2 separate regions of the Capsicum annuum genome follow, and region 1 is linked to region 2. A link is a contact called in public Hi-C data. All regions are on one chromosome and are shown on one strand. Each heading gives the region's core, a stretch centred on a gene start, on an enhancer-like site or on the middle of the called end of the contact. The rest is flanking DNA. Distances are from core to core; before and after follow the strand shown.

The links. A called contact is a pair of places that touch in the nucleus more often than the background predicts.
Region 1: a Hi-C map of leaf shows a contact between it and region 2, with 3 times the contacts expected there. The contact joins the promoter of LOC107858459 here to the promoter of LOC107860884 in region 2. A contact is called at or near these places in 2 of 5 Hi-C or Micro-C datasets (leaf and placenta).

The regions. Positions count from the first base shown.
Region 1 is chr2:28,669,129-28,675,526 of UCD10Xv1.1, forward strand. It overlaps LOC107858459 (succinyl-CoA ligase [ADP-forming] subunit alpha-2, mitochondrial), which reads left to right and starts at 4,260. Exons shown (of 7, transcript NM_001324746.1): 1 at 4,260-4,454; 2 at 4,587-4,796. The coding sequence starts at 4,260.
Region 2 is chr2:28,459,162-28,464,884 of UCD10Xv1.1, forward strand. It overlaps LOC107860884 (60S acidic ribosomal protein P1), which reads right to left and starts at 1,699. Exons shown (of 3, transcript XM_016706350.2): 1 at 1,456-1,699; 2 at 1,134-1,352; 3 at 652-841. The coding sequence starts at 1,527. The coding sequence ends at 788.

The DNA.
Region 1 (6,398 bases), core at 3,010-5,509, 210 kb after region 2:
GCACACTTACATATGATCTGCCTTGTTTTTCAACTTTTATAGTTATTATGTGCACATTTTTGGCTATTAAGGTTTTTAGTGAGAATTTAACCAAAATCATCCTCTTGCTTCACCCCTACGTCCGTTACGTCCTTATAATATTTCATTTAACCTAAAATATCCTTTAAATTTTTCAGAATTGATAAAAAAAAAATGTCCCTCTGTTAATTTTCTATCAATATCTGATTCTGTATTCTCACTCGTCCTTTTTCATGTTCTAAAAAAGAGAAGCTTTCAACTTTAGCGAATTTTGACTATCAACTCTATTTTTCTCTCTGGGATTGGATACAATAGAGATCTCGTGTTGCCATGGCAGCCTCCTCTCCCCAATTTCAGGCTGTGGGAGATAATTCTAATATTTCAATCATATATTTTCTTAATAGCCTCTAAACAACCTACGCAAAATATCACAGAAAATAATTCTCATATCGATTCAAATCATGCATGAAAAACCTACAATTAAGTGTTTAATGGAGGATCTGGAACAATCTCACTGAGAAGAGTTAACATCAAGAATTAATGATCAAGTTTTTCTGAGCATATAAATATTAGTGAAAATCATAATCCATTCTCAAAGAAATTGGGCACGCAAACTCACTGTATTGGGGGGTGGATTGCATGCAGGAAAGTTTTGATTAGGTTCGATAGGTATGAAGATTATTTAATAATTGCTGCAAAATTTATGAATTACTTATCATTTAATGATGCTCAAATTTAGTTTAGATCATTTCCTTGGCTCATGAATTTTGATCCTTAAAAAAAACCATCAAAGCATTTGTTTGAATTTTGTTCCAAATTTGCGGCAGTAATTTGACAGAAATAGAGGTGTTTAAAGTGATAAAATTATTAAACAAAGCATTGACAAAGGAAAATAAGTTGGTCACATTGAGAAGGAATTACCTTCATTGTCGATTTAGAAACTGGCAGAAATAAGAATTCTACAGTCATATAATGTCATTGTAGCAGCTTCAGGGAATCGAGTAACACTCTAATTCCTGTCGGAAAGATATCGCAACACAATCTTAATGAGAAAAAGACTAAAACATCTGAAATAGGTAGAATTATTCAATTGAGTAATGTAATTAAAGGTGGCAACTCGCATAACTAGGAAACTGTTAATACTTCGTTCAAATTGAAGAGATACATACTAGCTCTAGACAAGAGAATGCTATTGATTAAGATAATGAGTGACAACTAGTAATTGTCGATGATTCTCAGAATGTGGATCAAAGTGGTTCCTCGTTACCTTTGACATTAAATTTTTAAATCCGTTGAAATTTAAATATTAGAAAACATGGATCCTCCCAATGCATTGACTGAAATTACTTCCTAACTTTGTTCTGAATCTACATAGAGTTACCGAGAAAAAGCACCAAATAGAACAACTTTCTCTTGTGCCTATGAATAAATTTGCTCAAAAAATTCCTCAAATGATGGTGAAAATGTTTCTAAAAATTCAGTTTATCTCGGGCCTCACCAATAGAAGCTGAATGAGGAAAAAGAAGTTTAAATATTAGAAACTCTATCTCATGCATCCTAAAAGTACCTTTTTGTTTGTCAAGAAGAGGAAGGATCGAAAATTTTATGAGAAAAATAAGGGAAAAGTGAGGGAGGGGAGAAGTCACATAAGAATATTAGCATTTGTCAAATATCAACGAAAAATTAATAGAGAGATCCTTTTTATCAACTTTGGAATACCTAAGGAATGTTTTAAATTAAATGAAATATTATGAGGATGTAGTGAAAATTGAAATGAAACAAGAGGGATATTTTTCTCAATTTTTTACTTTTTAGCTATATGCATTTGGTTTTCCAAATTCATCTCCTATAGTAAAAAGGGTTTTATAATCATCTTTTTCAAGTGGCTATAACATTGTAATTTAGTTGGAAGGTTTTCAAAAGGAATAAAATAATAAGTTAGGGGGTGTTTGGATTGAAATTTTAATTTCTTTTGACTTTTAAATATTTTAATGTCTGGAGGTATTTAAAAAATAGAAAAAACACTTATTTTTAAATTTAAAAAATATAAAAATAAGCTACAGTCAAAAATTAAATATTCCAACTCAATGCTTTTTAGCTTACTACTCAGGTGTACGTGTGTTTTGCACGTGTGTATCGTGTTATTTAATAATAAATGTATATAAAAAATTTATTATGTATACATAAATTATATTATTAAGGATAAAATCTTTTAAAAATAACGTAAAATTTTTAAGATAAAAAACATACTTCAAAATATCGTGATAACCCACTATCACATTAACAATTAAGCTAGGAGCAAAATTAAGTATAATGACAAAATTTGTTTATTCATCGCAAAAATCAAAAGTTAAATCCTAATGGCATTAAATTTGTATTCATCTTTGTCTAGTTGTCTCACGTAATATTTTTCTTTGTTGGACTCTTACTGTTTTTTTCCATTAAAAACAAACTTTTTTTGCTTAGTGTTCCTTCTTTGGGTTAAATTGTTACCCTTTTTTTAAATGATTACTATTCTTCTTCTAAAATATTGGACCAAAATAAGTAAATAAAAAAATCGCATAAAACCCAATCTTTACATAAAAGTTTCTTAAAAATTGAACATTCATCTACAATCTGTATTGAGCAAAAAAATAATAGATTGAAACAAAATTGAAACTATACGATTACACCTGATCTTTAAACAAAAATTTTTTAAAAGTCTAATCGAACATTCATCTACCGTTTGTATGAAGCAGAAAAATAGTAGATAGCAATTAAATAGAAAGTACACAAAATAAAATCTAACCTTTACGCAAAAGTTTCTTAAAGACCGGTCGGACATTCATCTACATCTGTAAAAATAGTAGATAAAAACAAAATAGAAACTACAATAAAATAATAAGACAATCGAGATATCAGAATAATACGATTATTAAACATGATCTTAACAAAAAATATTTTCAAAGTTCGATGAATATTCATTTACCACCTGTATTAAGTAGAAGAAACAAAAGCTAGCAATAGAACAGAAAGTGCAACATAATTGAGATATCAGAAAAATACGATTAAACTTAACTTTTACAAGAAAATTCATAAAGCCTCACCGAACAATAAGAAAAATAATATATAGTAACATAATAAAAATTATAACAAAACAATACGATAATCGAGAAATCAGAATAATAAGATTAAACTTAATTTTTATACAAAAAAAAAAAACTTAAAGTCCAACCTAGCCTAATTGAATCGTCGTTGGTTTTAAATTCCACAAAACATAAAGCTAATTCTAAACCAAAACAAAGAGAAGAGACAATATAAATCCTAATAATTGATATATGAACAAAAAAAACTGAAAGAATTCCAAACCTAATTAAAGAAAAGTCATAATACATATGTAGTAGTTTTGATTTTCTCAAAAAAAAAAAAAAAAAAATTATCAGCAACTCTAGTTTATTTATTTTCATCGGTTAAAAATTAATTTAATTTTTATTAATTCAAATTATTAATATTACCTTTACCTCATTCCAATAAAAGAAGTAACTCATTGGTTTCTCCTTGATTTGGATTAAGCTGGCGACATGTTTTTAATTAATTAGAATTAGATCATTTAATTTGCTTACGAAAACTGAGAAATTTGTGAACCGTTGTAAGAGGAATTCTCCATTTAAAGGTTTTATAATTATGTTATGCAGTTCAAATAGGGAAATAATTTATATAAGGTAAATATTAATGGTTTTAAGTTCATAAAAATTAGGATTTTCTACCTAGTTTTATAAGAACATTTAATAATCAAATTTTTAATTAATTTCAAAATTATAAATATTAGAAAGTAGTAAAAAGATGACTTTGTATATTGCAAAATCTTTTAATAAAGGATAAAAAATTCAAATTATTTTTCTAAAAGTTTTTATATTTTAATATATTATAAATATAGATTATAGATATGAAAAAAATTACTTAATAAAAAGTCAATTCAAACAACTTAAGGCTGTTTTAATTGACTTATTTTTAAATAATTTTAATTTTTAAATATTTTTTTAAATGTGTTTGACAAAGATTTTAAGCACTTCACATTACTTTTAAGCTTAAAAAATTTATTTTAAATAAGCCAATAGTCAAAAGTTATTGCTACCCATCCTAACACCCCCTGTATCTCATTTTCATTTGATCCGAAAACTAAGTGGTGTGGCATTTTGGCTCGTGAAGAAAAAGACTTTTGTTGGTTTGGTGCAGAAAACCTAAACGGGACGCCACCAAACATGGCTCGTCAAGCGACAAGAGTGATCTCAAAGTGGAGTACAAAGCTTAACCCTAATGAGTATCGCTACTTTGGATCGTCAGCACCACCGCCCGCTGTTTTCGTTGATAAGAACACCCGCGTCATCTGTCAAGGCATCACCGGCAAAAACGGCACTTTCCACACTGAACAAGCCATTGAATACGGTACTAAAATGGTATATCATCTAATCGCCTCTCTCTTATTTATTTATTTATGATCCATGTCAAAAATGGTATTCATATCTATGCTTGTTGATCCCTTATCATCACCACACTTACCTTTATGTATGCTTTGTATTCCTTAATAGGTTGGTGGAGTGACCCCCAAGAAGGGTGGAACAGAACATTTGGGGCTTCCTGTTTTCAATACTGTTGCAGAGGCAAAAGCAGAGACAAAGGCTAATGCTTCAGTGGTTTATGTCCCTCCACCATTTGCTGCAGCAGCTATTATGGAGGCCATGGAAGCTGAGTTGGACTTAGTTGTCTGCATAACGGAGGGAATTCCTCAGCATGATATGGTAAGATAGAAGTCTTATTTACTAAATTCTCTCTTATTCACCACCCAAAAAGAGGGGAAAAAATGCATAATGTTATTTGAAACCAAGAACTTATACTTGTTCTATGCCAGGGTTATCCCATTTTGTGCAATAAAAATTCCTGCCATCTAACTCATTCACTTATATTGGAAAAATGCTACTGGGTTTCGACCTAGTGAGTGCGTTCTAGTCTATGCTTGCACAAAATTTTAGGACTTGGATATGAATTTGATGATAATTGAAAAAATAGTATTTGAAGTTAAGTTGAAAAGGATAAAGTTGAGTTAAGTTGAAAAGGACAAAGTTGAGTTTCGACATGCAGTTTACTTGAATTTTTTTTGAATGTGCGTGAGGAATTCTTTTTTACTTGAAAAAGTGGTAGAACAAGTTTTTCAAACTTGAGAAGCTCCACTTCAAGTTGGACTGAAAAAATTGAGTGCAACGGTGAGATTGACGAGGATGTCTCGCACCGTAACGGTGAGATTGACGAGGATGTCTCGCACCGTATCGGGGCGGGATGGATGAAGTGGAAACTTGCATCGGGGGTGCTGTGTGATAAGAAGGTGCCGCCCAAGCTTAAAGGTAAATTCTATAGGGTGGTAGTCCGTCCGGCCTTGCTGTATGGAGCGGAGTGTTGGCCAGTTAAGAACTCCCACACCCAAAGAATGAAGGTGGCAGAAATGCGGATGTTGCGCTGGATGTGTGGACTGACCCGAAGGGATAGAGCTCGGAATGAGACTATCCGGGAGAAGGTTGGGGTGACTTCAGTGGAGTGTAAGATGCGGGAAGCACGATTGAGATGGTTCGGACACGTGAAGAGGAGGGGCATGGATGCCCCGGTCCGTAGGTGTGAGAGGCTAGCGTTGGATGGTTTTAGACGGGGTAGGGGTAGACCGAAGAAGTACTGGGGTGAGGTGATTAGGCGGGACATGGAACAGTTACAGCTTACCGAGGACATGACCCTAGATAGGAAGGTCTGGAAGACGCGAATTACGGCAGAGGATTAGGGCCTGTTCGGGTCGCTAATGTAGGGAGGTAATTGGTGGGGGTGTATTCCTGGTATGATTCCGTATTCAATGTTCTGTTCCGTGTTCCGTGTTCTATGTTTGTTACGAATCTGTGTGCTTTCCTCTGCTTTATATTCCTGCATTCCTGCTTTACTCTGTTTTATATTCCTTATGGCTGCAGTATCTATGTTATGTCATCTGCTTCTGTGCTGTACTATGTGTTTGTTTGATATCTCGTAACTTGAGCCGGGGGTCTTTCGGAAACAGCCTTTCTACTTCATCAGAGGTAGAGGTATGGACTGCGTACATCTTACCCCCCCCAGACCCCACAAAGTGGGAATACACTGGGTTTGTTGTTGTTGTTGTTGTTGTATAACTAAACAGTTTTTCTCGGAAATAAAGAGTTGAAAAAGCAAAAAGTTTGTACACACAAACAGGCTGCTAATGTTATTTTATCCCTGGATCCATATCCGAGTTAGTCTGGTATTCCTATTTTATGCTTATGAACCCTTTATCAGCTTGAGCTATTTGACTTTCTTTCAGTATATTTATATGGATGTTTTCCCGTTGATCTTGC
Region 2 (5,723 bases), core at 449-2,948:
CGGTTTGAAGGAAAAAGAAGTGTCAAATTTGCAGAAGAAGAAAAGTGGTGGAGATCGTGAGGTTCGAAAGAGAAAGGACGTTGGGTGGTGCGGTTTGAAGAAGAACGACATGTTTCTTCCCTTTTCTTTTAAATTTTTTATTATATATTAGTGGAGCATCCTTTTTTTAATAAAAATTGCATATACCATTAAAAATAGAATCAAACTTATTTCGGGCGAATTTCAATTTTTGATTGGACCTTATTAAAAGTATCAAACCTTGAATGAATAAAAAATGCATCCGTAATTTTTTTTCTTCTTTTTTTTTTAATGTAAATTAGTATTAGGGGTGATATTAATTTACTTCAAATAAGATTAAAGGATTGATAAAACTAAAGTGTTAAAATAAATTGAAAGAATCAAATTTTAGAGGGTGTTTTAATGACTGCACTCTTTTATCTTAGAGTAAGAATGCCTTTATCAAGATGGAAAAAGCAGAATAACCAAGATCAAACTAAAAAGGCATCTGACCATTTTAATTTCATGCTTCGATCATACTTCTTTAGTCAATTTGAACGGCAATTAGGATCTTTTTGGACTATTTCTCCAAGTTGTTTTGGAATCAGATTTATCTTTTAAATTATAATTGGTCAAAATTACTCATGAGATGAATTAAATAAAGAAATAACGCCATTCATATAGATAGAGTAATGATTTCGATACTATAACACAGTATGCATCGACAATCAAAATTATTAACATAATTCTAGTGCTAGAAAATTAAAGACAATGCTGAAATTCTGCAACACTAATCAAACAAGCTAAACATGGCTTCATCATCACTCTCTTCCTTTGGCTCTTCCTGAACAAATTGAGAGACAACGGAAAAAACAACAATGAGAATTCAATCTTACTTTAGCAAAATGAAAAAAAAAAAAAAGCGGACAACGCGATTTACAATTTTTACAAGAATTGACACACAAAAACTAAAATTTTTTTTACATAGAAGGGTAAAAAATCACTATAAGTACGATTGGTGTTTAAACACATAATTTTTGACAAAACCCAGATTGAATCACAGTTTAAATTTTAGTAAAATGGATTTTAAGAAAAATCTAGGTAGGTGGAACATAAATAAATAAATGTGGAAGTACCTTTTTCTTGTCAGCGGTGGAGGATGCTGTTGCGGCATCGTCACCAGTAACAGGAGGAGCACCGGCCACAGCGCCAGTAGGAGCAGCAGTCCCGCCAGAGCCAACATTCATGATAAGGTCTTCGACATTCTTCTTCTCACAAAGCTTTGCAAATAGGCTAGGCCAGTATGACTCCACCTGCAAATTTGCTGCTTTCACCACTGTAGCAATCTTCTCAGCCTAATACAGTACAAACGGTCACATTACATTACAGATTATGGACGAAAAAACATAATTACAAAAGTTTATGCAACAACGGATGCGGGATCGAAGATTAAATTACAGTAACAGGAATGCCATCATCATGAAGGATCAAGCAAGCGTAAGTACAGGCGAGTTCTCCGGTGGAAGACATCCTTTCTTTCTTTTTCTCGAAACCCTAATAGCAGCCAGAAGATTTGATGGGGTGGGGGGAAAGAGTGATTTTGAGTCTCTATTAGGGTTTTGAGGGTATTTATAGCAAGGTTTCTTAAGGCACAAGTTTCATTTACAGTTTTTTTTTTTTCGTTTCTTTTTTGTATTTTCATTCTTTGATTTACGTTTTTCCTTCTCTTTAATAAAACGAAAAAAAGTTTTTCTACTTGAATTTCTTTATGGACCCTTTTTTTTTTTTTTTTTTTCAAAAAACAGAAAGACAAATCCTATTCCATGTAGACTGCTGCTCCTACCCAAAAGGACATATAGATCGTACAAATTTCATTTTAATTTATGTGGTATAGTTTAATCGAATATAAAATTTAAGGAATAAAATATTTTTTAATGTTTATTGAAGTCACTTTGATGCTACTTTTTGATTGATTTTTCTTGTTAAATGAGAATTAATGAGGATAAAATGAGATTATGCCATTAAATAACTGTCAAATTAAAAAAAGTGATATCTTTAAAACAGATTAAAAAATGTATGACACTGTAAAATGAGATGGACTGATATATTTTAGTTTTGTAATATAATATTCAACAGTTTTTGTAATTACTGATTATAAAATGTTAAAATTGTATTAATCATTTTAAAGAACTAACGGACCAAATATTATTATTGCGTAGTGTAACTTTTCTGCCAGCAATGTTAACCTAGTAACCCTGGACAAAGCTATATATGGCTAAAAGTGGAAAGAGGCAGAAGGGGGAAATAAAATAGCTGTAATATATTCCTCTTTCATGAAAAATCCTTTACAGCAGGAAAAAGAATCAATGACCATTTTACAGCTTTATTGCGAGGGCATTAAATAGAGTCTGTTAACTTACATAGTCTGTTTGCCAGAACTAGAGTTTTGAATACGGGTTGGTTCAGTTCATATAGGCTTTGAGTTTGACGGATCAGGTTGGGCTGATCCATTTAAATGACGGATCAAAAAATATCAAGCCCACGCTATTATCCTGTGGGCTGCGGACCTCACGGGTCAGCTCACTTTTTAAAAAGTAATATTTTATAATTTAATTTTACACTATTAATAAACATAAATATTTATCACACAATAACACATAGTATTAATATTTGTTAATCAAAAGGGAGCCAGAGCTCGAATCACCCAAAGTAGGAAGAAAACGAAGAGGTGGCACTATTCAATCGAAAACATCACGGTTGAGAGCCGATGGCGCGTTGAGGGAGTTATAGTGAAAAGGAGGCGGCTAGCTGAACTAAGGAAATTAGAAAAGTGAAGAGTACAATGTACTCTTTATGTTTTAGTGGTAGATATTTAATTATTTTATTATTTATTAGATAGAAAAGTAGGAAACTTTTCTGTTTTCATTTTCTTTGTTAATGGAACCAGTCAATGGTCATCATTGAACTTGATTGTTTTTTAACTCTTTTATTATTTTTCAGTAATTTATTTTATTTTTAAATTATTTATTATTTGACTGACCGGCCGGCCCACGGGCTAGCCCAACCCCACATTCCTCAAGCCCTAAGGCCATGGGCTTATTCGGGCCGAACTAAAAAGGTTAGTTCTTAAATGGGCTGCAAAAATTGAATCCTACCCCATCAAATTACAGGCCGGGACGGGCTAGCCCACCAGACCTTGGTCCATATTGACGGCTCTAGCCAAAACCTTTATTTTTTCTTCACAAAATGATTATGTTTAAAAAAGGTGAGGTGTTTGATAATTTATTTTTTGGAAAATGCTTATTCTTTTTAAAAAATTGAGATATTTGGTCAAACTTATTTTTTTCATAAATAGTTTATTTGACAAAATTTATAAAATCAACTTATTTATAAAATTACTTATTTTAAAATGCTTTTAAAAAACACTTTTAGTGAGAAACACTTTGTGTTTGCCCACTAAATTTATAAGTACTTTTGAACTGTAATCAGTGTTTGACCAAATCTTTAAAAAATATTTCTAAGTGTATTTTTTTTTTCAAAAATACTTTTTAAAAAAGTGTTTTTAGAAAAAATCTACTCTCTTCATTTAAAAAATAATGACCTAATTTGACTTGATATGGAGTGTAAGAAAATAGAAAAGATTTTTAAATCTTGTGGTACTAAATTAAATTTATATCAAATGTATCAATATGCGTTTAATCTTATAATTTTTAAATATGCCACGTGGAAAGTTAAAAATAAAGTATTATCAAAAATAAAAAAAACAATTATTCCTTTTTAAACAAATTACAAAGAAAAGTAAGTTATTCTTTTTGAAATGGAGAGTATTTTTTTTAGCTTGTGAAATACAGATTGACCTCCTCCTAGTGATTGTAGCTGGTATTGGAGACAACTAAACAAGATCAAATTGAGCATGCAGTCTTGGTATACTCGGGGAAATTGTAATCTTACAAGCAATAATGTCTATTCAATTTCTCTGACTTATGAAGCTCATGCAGTCTTGGGAAAAATTGGCAAAAAGGATACTTTTCAAAATTATTTAGTTAAATGTCCACTAAATTTCTTTTTGATTTAATTTTCAGGTTTAGGATGTAAAAAGTGGAGAAAAGTGGGGTCCACACGTGGGTCAAGGGACCAATTCATCATTTTTATAACTTTACAAATTTAATATAATGCACCTAACACCCTCCGCTTATTCCAATATAAAAAAAACCCTCTCTCTCTTCAATTCTCTCCCAACTCTCGCTTTTGAAACCTCTTGCTCCCAAAAATGTCATTTTCGTTTCTTCTTCTTCTTCTTCTCCAACTGGTAAGGGCTCGTCGTTGCTTCACAAGGTTAGTTAAAATCAAGTTTCAATCATTTCTAGATCCAATTAAACGGTTTTCTTTGCTAATCGATTCGTAGTGATGTAAGAAGTTTATTTTTTTTTCAAATTTGATTGATTATGTAGTTAAAAATGAGAATTTTATAGGTAATGAGTTTGATTTTGAAGCAATGGTTGAGGTTTTATGCGGCCTTTTTGACAGATTTTTTCGTCGATCACGGTGTTGAATTTTGAAACTTTTGTTTAGGTGTTTTGGTTTAGTTGTGGTTATTTTTTAGCAACGGAGTATTGAATGGTGAGATAATTGCTATTTGAAGAGTTATTTTGGCATTTTGATATGAACAATGACCTGTTTCTGTCCGTAGACCCATGGTCTATGAAATAAGAATGCCCTAAATTGAAATCAATTTTCAGACGTATGAATTCTTTTAAAACATGATTGCTGAAATAGTGAAAATTGAAATATTAATAACTAATTAGTTTGATTAGGTGCACTAGTTTGATTTCTAACTATTGTTGTGTTTTGATGCTGCATGTTGGATTTTGGTTCAGTTATTATATATTTGTGTAGTGAATTATTTAATGGTGGGGTATTTCTTAATTTTTTTGGGGTGGGTGGTGAGTGGGTTTCATTTGAGCATTGAGTTATTTCTGTTGATAGACTTGTGGTCTATGAACTGAAAATGTGAGATTTGTTCTGCAGGTGTAGATTGTGTTGAAAATGGTTAAAAAAACCATCCTTCCTAAATGCAAAGATGGTATGACTTCTGATTCTGCTGGTAGCAATAGAAAAAGAAAAGCTAAGGCAGTTTGAAATGTCTTAAAAAAGAAGAAAATTAAAGAGTCGGAGTCTGAATCAGATTTTGAGTTAAAGGAGATAAGCGACTAAGTCGATTCTGGTAAAAATATTGCCAAACGCAATGTTAGTGGTGAAAGTGACGAAAGCGAGAGAAGTGAAAGAAACAATGATGATGGGGATAGTGATCCCTTGTCCGTGCCATCTTGTTCAAGGTTCATTTTCGTGGAATGGTATGACCTTCGAACGATAATCGATGAGGTCAAATCTTTTCCGGCAAAGATACCGATCAGATAAAAAATGGTTGCTTATCAAGAATTTAAGAAAGTTCTTGTCGACCAGGAATTAAAGAAAAGATTCAACCAATCCTGTTTTGGACACCTGAGAAACCTGCCACAACATCTCAAGTTCAATGGGCAGTTGGTACATTATTTGTTATTGCGACGCGTCAAAAAAAATAAAATGCGTCATGAGATGTGGTTCTGCATTAACAACAAGCTTGCGTGTTTTGGCTTGAAAGTGTTTTGTTTGATAACGGGGTTGAACTGTTCATCATACTCCGGTGAATAAAAAATGAAGAAGGTGTTAGCAAATGGGGACAATTT